Regions from separate parts of the Ovis aries genome. Here region 1 is linked to region 2. Evidence: chromatin contacts called from public Hi-C data. All regions are on one chromosome and are shown on one strand. The core of a region is the stretch at or near the end of the contact, and the rest is flanking DNA. Distances in the headings are between cores, read along the strand shown. Region 1 overlaps SPEF2 (sperm flagellar 2). Region 2 overlaps CAPSL (calcyphosine like).

Region 1 (5,299 bases), core at 2,671-5,170, 180 kb after region 2:
ACTATCTCCTTCCTCCTCTACCTCCCTTTCTTTCTTCTCCCTTCCTTCCTCTTCCTACCATACTTTGAGAACTGTTGTATCCTACCATACTCTGAAAATAGACAGTGAATCAGTTGATATCTTTTGGTCCAGTTTCTAGAGTTAATCTAAGACAAACACAGGTCAAGTTATAACTGATATTTGTAATTTATTCATTTTTTTACTTTTTGGCCACTCCTTGCAGCAGGAGTGGACCAGGGATTGAACCAGTGCCCCCTGTAGTGAAAGTGCAGAGTCAGCCACTGGACCACTAGGGAAGTCCCTGTAATTTATTTTTAAACTTTCAGTTGAAATGCAAACTCTTGACTTTGAGGCTGGATGCAAGAATGTTTTATGGCTATCGTAATAAATGTAAAGTCTCTTCTGAAAGGGACTATGAGTGGTTGATAATTTTCCACCTACTCAAATGTCCCCCAAAACTTTAAATTTTGACCTGCTTCCAGTCACCCTCGTTTAGGATTAAAGCAAATTATATTTTATATTTGAATTTTTGTAGCTCTGTCTTATTTTATATATAAACAATTATTTGGATAAAATGAAAAGTGAAAGCAACTTGGAAGAAGGAAATATGTAATAAAAAGACATTGTAAGCCCACACAATGGCAAAGAGGCTGGAATCTGCCTGACTGAAGGACTGAAGGGATTTCATGTGCTGGCTCTATAAAATTGAGATTTTTTTTTTTCTGTAGCTGCTGATGGCCATATTTTGGGGCCTTCTGCTCCCTGCTCAAATGCTGCCAACCTGAGTTGCTGTCCTCTTATATCCTGGAGGTGTAGACCCACTCAAGCTGATTAGATGAGGTGACACTTCCCAGGGTAGGGGACTACCCAGGGATACAGTGGTTACATCTATTTCACCCACTGGGCTTAGCAAGAAAGTCTTTAGGCTTAAAGTAAAGCAATACTCTCTTGACTAATGAGATCTAATGTGGTTTTCTGGGGATACTGAAAAAAATAAGTGAAGTACAACCATTATGAAAGTAAAATTGTGTTAGTAATGGACAAAGGTCAGCTGACTATTCTCTAGGGAAAAGCAAATGATTTTCCAGTAAGTAGGAGACAGTAAGTTGGAAGACAAGCCTCTTCATGTGAGGCAACTTGGTTCAGCGAGAAGGGACAAGATCTTTGAACCTGAAGTGTCCTGAGGGCTATGTGACCATAGGCAAGTTCTCAACTGCTCTGCCACTCAGTATCCTGACCCATAAAACGGAGATGATGATCCTCCATGTTCTGTCTGAATTACGTGTGCTGTCAGTTGACGGCACTCACTGCTGAATATCTATAAGTAGAAACATCCAAAGCTTAAAAAAAAAAAAAGCCTATGTAGGTGTTACAGAGTCATAATAATAAAATGTGAAGGAAATCAAGAATTTGTGTGCAGAAAATAATGTGTCCACTTACATGTGAACAGATTAATTCGTCAATTGATTAAGCAAGTATGTGCTCACAAAGGTTCTACTCTTGGTCTACAGAACATGGAAGGAAAAGGCATGCATAAATGGGAAATTCTCTACTCCCTGGTCTCCCTCCCTAGACTAGTTGGGGAAGATAGAAACATAGCTCATAATCCCAGTAAATTCCCAATGAAACTTAAACTTGAAGGATGCATGAAGGCTGCCTCTTGACTGCCAGATGAAGTAATGCTCAAGTTTGCCAAATGGCTAGCCAGGGGCAGGGAGAGCAAAGAGGAGAATTACCAGGGATGAGAGTCGCCATACCGCCAAAGTGTTAGACACTGTTTTGCTCTGTTTAATTCAGATCTATGTTGTATGAAGCAAATACTAGATAAATTAGAATGAAGCAAGGGCTCATTTTAGCACCACACGACCCCAGAAGGCTGTCTTACTTGTGGACAGGTGATTGCCTTCCTGGTTAACCTCAAACTTTTTTTTTTTTTTTCCTCTTTTCACAATAATCACTTTTCCTACCTTTGGGCGCTATATCTAAGAACTGATCCCGGAGGTTGTCAAGCTGCTCCATGGTCAGGGTGCCATTTTCCTCCTTTTCCACAGGCGGAGGGCGTACCGGAGGAGGTGGATCTGGAAAGACTTTGATATCGCCATTAATGAAGAAGTCTTCTTGGTCTAAATAAAGTTCATTCTGAATTTTGGTTGATGTTTCAATGTGATAGCGAGCTACCCCAGTTAGTTTTTCCACACTGAAAATAGAAACATGAATAGGTTTATCCTCATTGAAAATACTATCAGATTAATAGTGTTTTCTTCCTAGATATACACAAAGAGTTAACACATTAGAAAATATAGCTAAGTTAGAAAATTCAGTCTGCATGTTTAAAAATTCTAATTTATCCTCAAGTCCATTTGTACAAAGGTAGGATAAAAATAAATAAACATAGATTAGAAGTAAAATACATGCTCATTACAGGGCTAATAGTCTCACATTTTATTTTATTTTTTTAGTCCCACATTTTATACAAAACTGAACAAAAAGAGATTCCACTAAAATGATTTTATTAGTATTAGGCAAGATTATGTCAAGAGATATATTTCATTCTAAATATGGACCAGAATAAGGTTATATGACAGAAAAACCTGTAAAATATGACTATTAGTATAACACATTTATTTGAAATGAGGACAAGTTGTATGTAAAGTGAATTAAAGTTGATAATGGATTTCAAGAAAAATGGCTTTTTTCCAACTTTATATCAAGGAGTTTGATGTTATCTAAGACCCATTTGACAGAATGGACTCTGACAAAGCCTGCTGAAATTGCTTTCCTATGTTTATGGAGAATAACGTTGTTGGTATTGTTTAGTTGTGTCTAACTCTTTTGTGACACAATGAACTGTAGCCCACCAGGCTCCTCTGTCCATGGGATTCTCCAGGCAAGAATACTGATGTGGGTTGCCGCTACCTTCTCCAGGGAATCTTTCTGACCTAGGCACTGAACCCACATCTCCTGCATTGCAGGCGGATTCTTTACCACTGAGTCATCTGGGAAACCTGGTGAATAGTAATTCCCAGCTAAATCACATGGTATAAGCAGCCACAGTTTAGAGTGACTGTGGTGCAGTGGAAAGAACCCTGGAAGCTGTGCTCTCATTGTACACCGTCTCCAGCCCTGGGTCCTTGAGTTAGTGACTTAAGCTCTCCAAATTCCTCATTTTTGCAAGGGAGCCCAAAACACATAACTCCATACCTTATGGTTATTAATTTGAAATCACATAGGGCATGGATTTAGGCTTTCTTAGGGATTATAGTTCGGAGAAGGCAATGGCACCCCACTCCAGTACTCTTGCCTGGAAAATCCCATGGATGGAGGAGCCTGGTAGGCTACAGTCCATGGGGTTGCTAGGAGTCGGACACGACTGAGCGACTTCACTTTCACTTTTCACTTTCATGCATTGGAGAAGGAAATGGCAACCCACTCCAATGTTCTTGCCTGGAGAATCCCAGGGACAGGGAAGCCTAGTGGGCTGCTGTCGCACAGAGTTGGACACGACTGAAGCGACTTAGCAGCAGCAGGAGGGATTATAGTTATGGATCTAACTAAAGGCTACTTTAAAGGCCAGAGAAGTTTTATACAATAACTAAAATATCACTGTAATACAGAAAGAATCTTATATCTTGCAATAAAGATTGAACATGGCAGAAAAGTGCATATTTAATCTGCTTGTATATAACTCAGGAACACCAAAATAAACAACAACAAAAAAATCGTATTAGTCATTTTCTTTCAAAAGACAATCTTGAATTTAATTCCAGTACACTGTATTAGTGAGGTGTTTGTGAGTGCCCATATAGTAGGTATTATCTAGGTACTTTCTGCTTGATGGTGTTTGTAGGGTGGGGCAGAGAAGGGGCACTGGGTTAGGAGGGACGCCAAATGCATGCAGAGACCCAGCCAGAACCAGGTTATCAAAATAAGTGCGCCATCTAGTGGAAGGTTATGAAGAGTACCCTCAAAAGGGTAGAGTGCAAAGAGTCGGACATGATTGAGCAACTGAACTGAACTGAACTGAACTGAAGGAGAAATGCCAGGAGAATGAAAGTGGGATTCGAAGTTGAAAGAGATCCGTTAGGTCTCCCTATTAATTTTTTCTTGCCACTGGAGGATTTTTGCAAGAACCAAAAACTAACAGCATAGCTGAACAGTACTAGGTTTTCATTTCTTGTGGCCATATTCAGGTATCAGAGAGAGACGCACACATACAACCCATCTGAGAAATATGCACCTGTCAGATAAAAGTCAGCATTTACACTTAGTGACCACAAGGATGGGCGCTGCGAACCCTAAGAATGAATAAGATATGCTTTCATTTGTAAGTGGCAGGCAGAGATGAGGACTGTACATCACTGTTCTATGAGTAACTGTCTAATTATTTTAAGCATTATGGCAATGAGGTGACCAGGCTGAGGGGTATGTGTGTGCATGTGTGTGTGTGTGAGAGAGAGAAACTTAGATACAAACAATGAAGCTGAGGATTTTACAACAGAACTTTCACAATGAGGCAAGAACTGGAGAAAACAAACCATACTAACCATCTTCTAGCTGGCTCACGTTGCTTCTAAGAACACTTGCCGTTTGTATTCTATGTATGCCGTGACTTACAACTTATCAGTAAATGTTTATTGAAAACTGTGGTGTGGCCCAGAATCTAGCAGAAACCTCTAGAAGAGCCTGGTTGGAGTGTTTTCTTTTACAGATGAGGCTTGTGGGGTTGGAAGTGATTAGGCGTGCTGTAATTTGTGGACAAGGAGAGAGTCCCCATCTCTTGGTCTCCTGACTGTTGAGGGCATTTCTGCTCTGCTGAGTTGCTTTCTTACACCTTTCAGGGGAGAATTAAGAGGATGAGATGTTCCCTAAGGACCTGTACCTCCCCATAAAGAACAATGATCGGTCACAGGTCTGTTTCTGCTCTAGACTACAGTTCTGTTCCTCACTACAAATGAGGATCTAAAAAGCCTGTAGAATCTAACAGAAAAGTAAACTGGCTGTCACGAGGGAATCAGCCTAACGGGGAAAGCATTCCTCTAAATGCCTTCTCCATCTCCCGCTCACTGGCCCTGACTAATAAGATGCCTGTCATTAGAAAGATATGAAATTTTATATCATGTCTAAAGAATAATTTTAAATTGCTTATATGCTTACCTGGTACACTAAGGTCCTCATGGAGCAGTGTGAGAACCAAACTATCATAAATAATGTGTAGTAGTGCCCTTTGATACATGACTTAACTATGGTTAAAAAGAAGCAACACAAGCATATAGGTGATTTCCTGCTGCTGCTGCTGCTG
Region 2 (5,289 bases), core at 202-2,701:
AGAAAAACAAAGTCAGCCACTGTTTCCACTGTTTCCCCATCTATCTGCCATGAAGTGATGGGACCAGATGCCATGATCTTTGTTTTCTGAATGTTGAGCTTTAAGCCAACTTTTTCACTCTCCTCTTTCACTTTCATCAAGAGGCTCTTTAGTTCTTCACTTTCTGCCATAAGGGTGGTATCATCTGCATATCTGAGGTTATTGATATTTCTCTCGGCAATCTTGATTCCAGCTTGTGCTTCTTCCAGTCCAGCATTTCTCATGATGTACTCTGCATAGAAGTTAAATAAGCAGGCTGACAAATACAGCCTTGATGTACTCCTTTTCCTATTTGGAACCAGTCTGTTGTTTCATGTCCAGTTCTAGCTGTTGCTTTCTTTCCTGCATATAGGTTTCTCAAGAGACAGGTCAGGTGGTCTGGTATTCCCATCTCTTTCAGCATTTTCCACAGTTTATTGTGATCCACACAGTCAAAGGCTTTGGCATAGTCAGTAAAGCAGAAATAGATGTTTTTCTGGAACTCTCTTGCTTTTTCAGTGATCCATCGGATGTTGGCAATTTGATCTCTGGTTCCTCTGCCTTTTCTAATACCATCTTGAACATCTGGAAGTTCATGGTTCACGTATTGCTGAGGTTCATCCTGTGCACCAAATATCCAGGCCTGCCCCCATGGGGCTTGGGATGTGAAGCTACAAGGGAGAGCTCTGGGTAGGGCCTGGGACCTTCTCCCGTCGCAGCCTGTAGGCCCTTATTCTCCATCTTGGATGGATCTCTTTATCTTCTCTGCCCCCACCGCCAACACCGCCTTCCTGGCAGCATGAGCTCTCATTTGGTTGTTGCCCGTCTGGCTTCACCTCCCACAGTCAGCCTGTTCCACCTTCCTGTCCATTCCCCACACTTTATCCAGAGGGGTCTGTGGTACAAACGGCTGCTCCCTCGCTTGAAACACTTGTGGCCTCCTGCCCCTCAGGACAGACTCCAGACTCACTACCATGGTGTCCGAGGCTCTAGGGGATATAATGCCTGCCCACCTGCACAGTTTTATCTTTCTCCCAATTTCCCCTTCCCAAATCCCTGACTGATCTCCACGGCTCTTTCTCACCCCCGCCACTACAGACACCCCTAGTCTTCAATCAGACTAAAATACTTTTGTTTCTCTAGTTATCATCGTTTCTTTTCTTTTTCCCCCTCACTCTGGCCTTCGCACTTGGGAAATAGACAACTGCTCTCTCGCTTCTCGCATTCCCACGACCCTGGCCTGGGTGATTACCACCCTCACCTCCTCTGAAAAATCCTGAGAAAGCCCCACTCCAAGGCTGCTTAGCCGCATCTCCTGAGTTCCCTTGGCTCAGCTGTCTTCCCACTTCCGGCCCGACTCCTAGCCCAGTGCCCAGAGCTTATTAGATATTTGTTGAGGAAATGGACAGAACTGGCGCAGACGCGATGCCAACACAAGGTGGCGCTGCAGTCACGCGCTTCGGAGGGCAGCCTCTTGCTTCGCGCAGGCCCAGCTGGATGGGCTCTCTTGTTCCCACGCGGGCTCCTCCAGGCTGAGAGAGGGTCGTCTGGAGTTAGGGACGCTTGTTCAGTGCTGTGATGCCGGTGAAATACGTTTGGGAACAGACTTCTGCCCTGGTACCTTCATGCAGACTTCAGAAGCTTGAGTATGGTCTTCACCAAAACTCGACTCATCCTGCCATTTTCCAAAGCCCTCAGTTCTTAGCAAATTTTGTTTCCTGCCTTGCTAATTAGAGGAGTTCAATACTCCAAGTTCACGATTCTAAGCTGTTCAATCAAGGGCTTGCTTCTTGGAGTAATTTGCTCCAGTGGTGCCTCCCTGGTGGTTCAGAAAGTGAAGAGTCTGCTTGCAATGCAGCAGACCTGGGTTGGATCCCTGGGTCAGGAAGATCCCTTGGAGAAGGTAATGGCAACCTTCTCCAGTATTCTTGCCTGGAAAATCGCAGGACAGAGTAGCCTGGTGAGCTACAGTCCACAGGTTCACAAAGAGTTGGATAGACTCAGCAACGAACACTTTTACTTTTTGAAACTATCACATGTGATATTTGAAATATCACAAATATTAGCTACTTCTTGATGAACTGGGTCATTAAATGATTAAAAAGGCTAGTTAACACAGGCATTTGAAGTACCATGGTAGGCTGGATGGCAGGAGAGAATGTCATTTTTCCCTGGGTATATCAGCTTAGATTCTGGAGGTAACTGTTTGTGGGGTCACTCGGTAGGGACGTCTGCAAAGACAGATCAGGTGGGGTGTTTTCCTAGACTCTACCCTGCTCTCTTCTGCCTGGGGGCCATCAAATTGCACTTTAAAATGCTTTTATACAAAAAGTATTCACAAAGATGGTGGAGCCCTGCTGACGCCCCAAGTTTCACTGTTGGCTGGGATTTGGGGGCAGGTTCCTTAACCAACAAGCTCCAGTTTCCATGTCGCCAGAGGAAGGTGGGGCACTGGATGACCTTTTGGGGTTCTGCAGTCCTGATGGTGTGTGAATTTCTGTGAGCCATGATGATGGTGGGAGCTGGGCAAGTTGCCTGACTTTTGTGCTCGTCAGTTTCTTTATCTGTGAAATATGAATCATAGGAGTAATTAGCTCATAGGGTGTCAAAACAATGAGGTGAAATCCACACCTGATAAAATCAGGCATTTGAAAATGTACGGTTGAATCTCCCTGTTGTGCCGCCATCATCTGTATCAAGTGCCAGCACTGCAGAAGGAAAGCCTGTCCCATGAAACAGTCACTCCCATGGCCCCCTCCCAGGCCTCGGCAGCAGCCCGTCTGTGTTCTGTCCATGGATTTGCCTCTACTGGGTATTTCCTATACAGCTCGTCCCCTACATACAAACCTTTGGGTTGAGAATTTTGCAGGGAGACCTTCTGGGTTGTATTGGAGGGAGCAGCCCTGGAGGGCAAGAGGGTCATCATTGCTGATGAAAGGAGGAAGTTCCAGCACCTGGGGGCCTGGGGGCAGAGGGGAGCATTTGAGTCAAGGGCAGTACCCTTGTAACACCAGTATTTTCTGCACTGTGAATGTTATTATTACTTTTTTTGCATATCTATCAAGCTCTCTTGTTCCTTTTATTCACAGCTCGTCCTGAAAAAGAAATTTCTAGAATCTCCCCAATTAACTGGGTCAATGGGCTCATAGGAAGATTAGTGTTTCTTGGAGCAGAGCTGAAATTTAAAGATCATTTAATCTAATCTTTTCATTTAACAGAGGAGGAGGAACCGGAGGCCCCAAGATTTGCTCAGACCTCACTAGGAGTGGGTTGCAGTCAGGCTCAGAACCTGGGTCTCCAGGCTCCCAGCTCCGTGGCTTTTCCACGGTTGTATGGATTCTCAGTGCCCGGCTGCAGTGTCAGTACAGTTAGTACGTTGCTCATGGACCTTAAAAAGTGGAGTGCTTCCTTGCAGCCACCCTCTCTCCTGTTTCTGAATGTTTAAAACACAAAAGGCAAACTGTAGAAAAAAGATACAGCTATTGTTCAGGAGAGAGAGTCTATTTACCTTTTTCTGTCCTGAGAACCTATTAGGTGCTAATGGACACTAACCAGTCAATCCAGGCATTCATGTGTACTTCGTCATTCAGTCACGTCCGAGTCTTCGTGACCCCATGGACTGTAGCCCACCAGGCTCCTCTGTCCACAGAATTTCCCAGGTTAAAATACTGGAGTGGGTTGTCATTCCCTTCTCCAGGGGATCTTCCCAATCCAGTGACTGAACCCATGTCTCCTGCATTGGCAGGCAGGTTCTTTACCACTGATCTACCAGGGAAACCCAGTCAACCCAGGAAAACATACTCATTACTTGTAGGAATCATCAAAGCCCAATACTGAAAATCTCCATGAAGACAGAGGCATCAAAAATTAATCTTTAGACCCAAAAGGAGAATATTAAATCTGCAGTCAAAGGGAATATGGAAAATTCTAGATAAAAGAATAAAGCAGGTAAGATTGGCTCAAAAAGTGTTTGGAGAAATGACACTTATTTTTGTGTGATGGGAAGAGAGCTTCTGAGAGGTGAAAGTGTATCATCAACAGGGATGGCTGTATATTTAAAACTGTTGTCCAGGCTGCAGAGATCTGATGTTCTCAGGACTAGGTAAGCCAGGAATAAATGTGCCGGGACATGGTTGTTGCAGCTGAAATCTGGAAGTTCTGGGATGTTTGAGATGGTTCTCAGGAAGTGGGTGAGAGAGTGTGATATGAACGTCCTTCTCAGTGAGGCTGTGGTCCCCCTACTGAGCCAGAGGCACTTGGGAAGGCATGAGCTCCACTGACCAGCGTGTATTCCCTCTCAGATGGCAGGGACCGCACGCCACGACCGAGAGATGGCAATCCAGGCCAAGAAGAAGCTCACTGTGGCCACTGACCCCATCGAGAGGCTCCGCCTGCAGTGCCTGGCCAGGGGCTCAGCGGGCATCAAAGGGCTTGGCAGGTAGGACCCGGGCTGTGGGCTGCAGGGAGATGAAGGAGAAAGGCAGAGTATGGCCAAGTGAGGCTGAGACCAGCCATGGGCCCTCGGGCAAGTCACTTCCTCCTGGGTCTCAGCTCCTCCTTTGTAAAATGCAGAGTTGGGAAGCATTGATCCCCGAGGTCCCTTGTGACAATTTTTGGTTCTTAAGTGCAGCTACTGGGGCAAATCAAAATGAAGGGAGAAGCACGCCCAGGTATTAGAGACAACTAGAAGGGGATGACAGAGGATGAGATGGTTGGATGGCATCATTGACTCAATTGACATGAATCTGAGCAAACTCTGGGAGACAGTGAAGGACAAAGGAGCCTGGCATGCTGCAGTCCATGGGGTGGCAAAGAGTCAGACATGACTGAGCGACTGAACAACAGCAAATAGGGTAATGAGAGAGACAGTCCCTAAAGCAGTGACAGTAGGGCTGAATTATCCCGGGAGACTTGCATGTAGTTCCCTTTGGTCTACAGTAGGACCTTGTTTATCCATGCTAAATGTAATAGTTTGCCTCTGCTGACCTCAAGCTCTCAGTAGGGTTCAGGAGAGGCTGAGAAATGACTCTGTATGTCCAGAGAAAGCAATGGATGTGCTATTAAAGTATTCACTGAGCTTAGGATCAATCATTTGGCATGAGTAAAATTTGAAAGTTCCCCCAAAAGAGGGGTAGTGAATTAGAATAGGGAGGGAGCAATAGGGATTTAGAGGCAGTTGCAGATTTCGTGTCTCCATCACTTCCAGGGACACAGGAATCACCTGGCACCCAGGGATTCATCAGCTTCACAGGAGAACAGCTCCTGTTCCCC

What was found. Hi-C and Micro-C count contacts between places; a contact is called where the count stands out from the background.
Region 1: a contact with region 2 is called in a Hi-C map of liver, with 7 times the contacts expected there. The contact joins two enhancer-like sites. A contact is called at or near these places in 8 of 16 Hi-C or Micro-C datasets (blood, hypothalamus, liver and 2 more).

Annotation. Positions count from the first base shown.
Region 1 is chr16:38,565,276-38,570,574 of ARS-UI_Ramb_v3.0, forward strand. SPEF2 (sperm flagellar 2) reads right to left here. Exons shown (of 37, transcript XR_003591923.3): 29 at 1,968-2,197. Among named protein-coding and RNA genes, the nearest start is that of IL7R, 86 kb to the left of the region's middle. Within about 2 kb of position 3,921, at least 4 of the 54 cell types and tissues checked have an H3K27ac peak or open chromatin away from gene starts, as enhancers often do. A contact at or near this core is called in liver, where this site is marked.
Region 2 is chr16:38,390,165-38,395,453 of ARS-UI_Ramb_v3.0, forward strand. It overlaps CAPSL (calcyphosine like), which reads left to right. Exons shown (of 6, transcript XM_042233870.2): 2 at 4,320-4,456. The coding sequence starts at 4,320. Among named protein-coding and RNA genes, the nearest start is that of CAPSL, 18 kb to the left of the region's middle. Within about 2 kb of position 1,452, at least 3 of the 54 cell types and tissues checked have an H3K27ac peak or open chromatin away from gene starts, as enhancers often do. A contact at or near this core is called in liver, where this site is marked.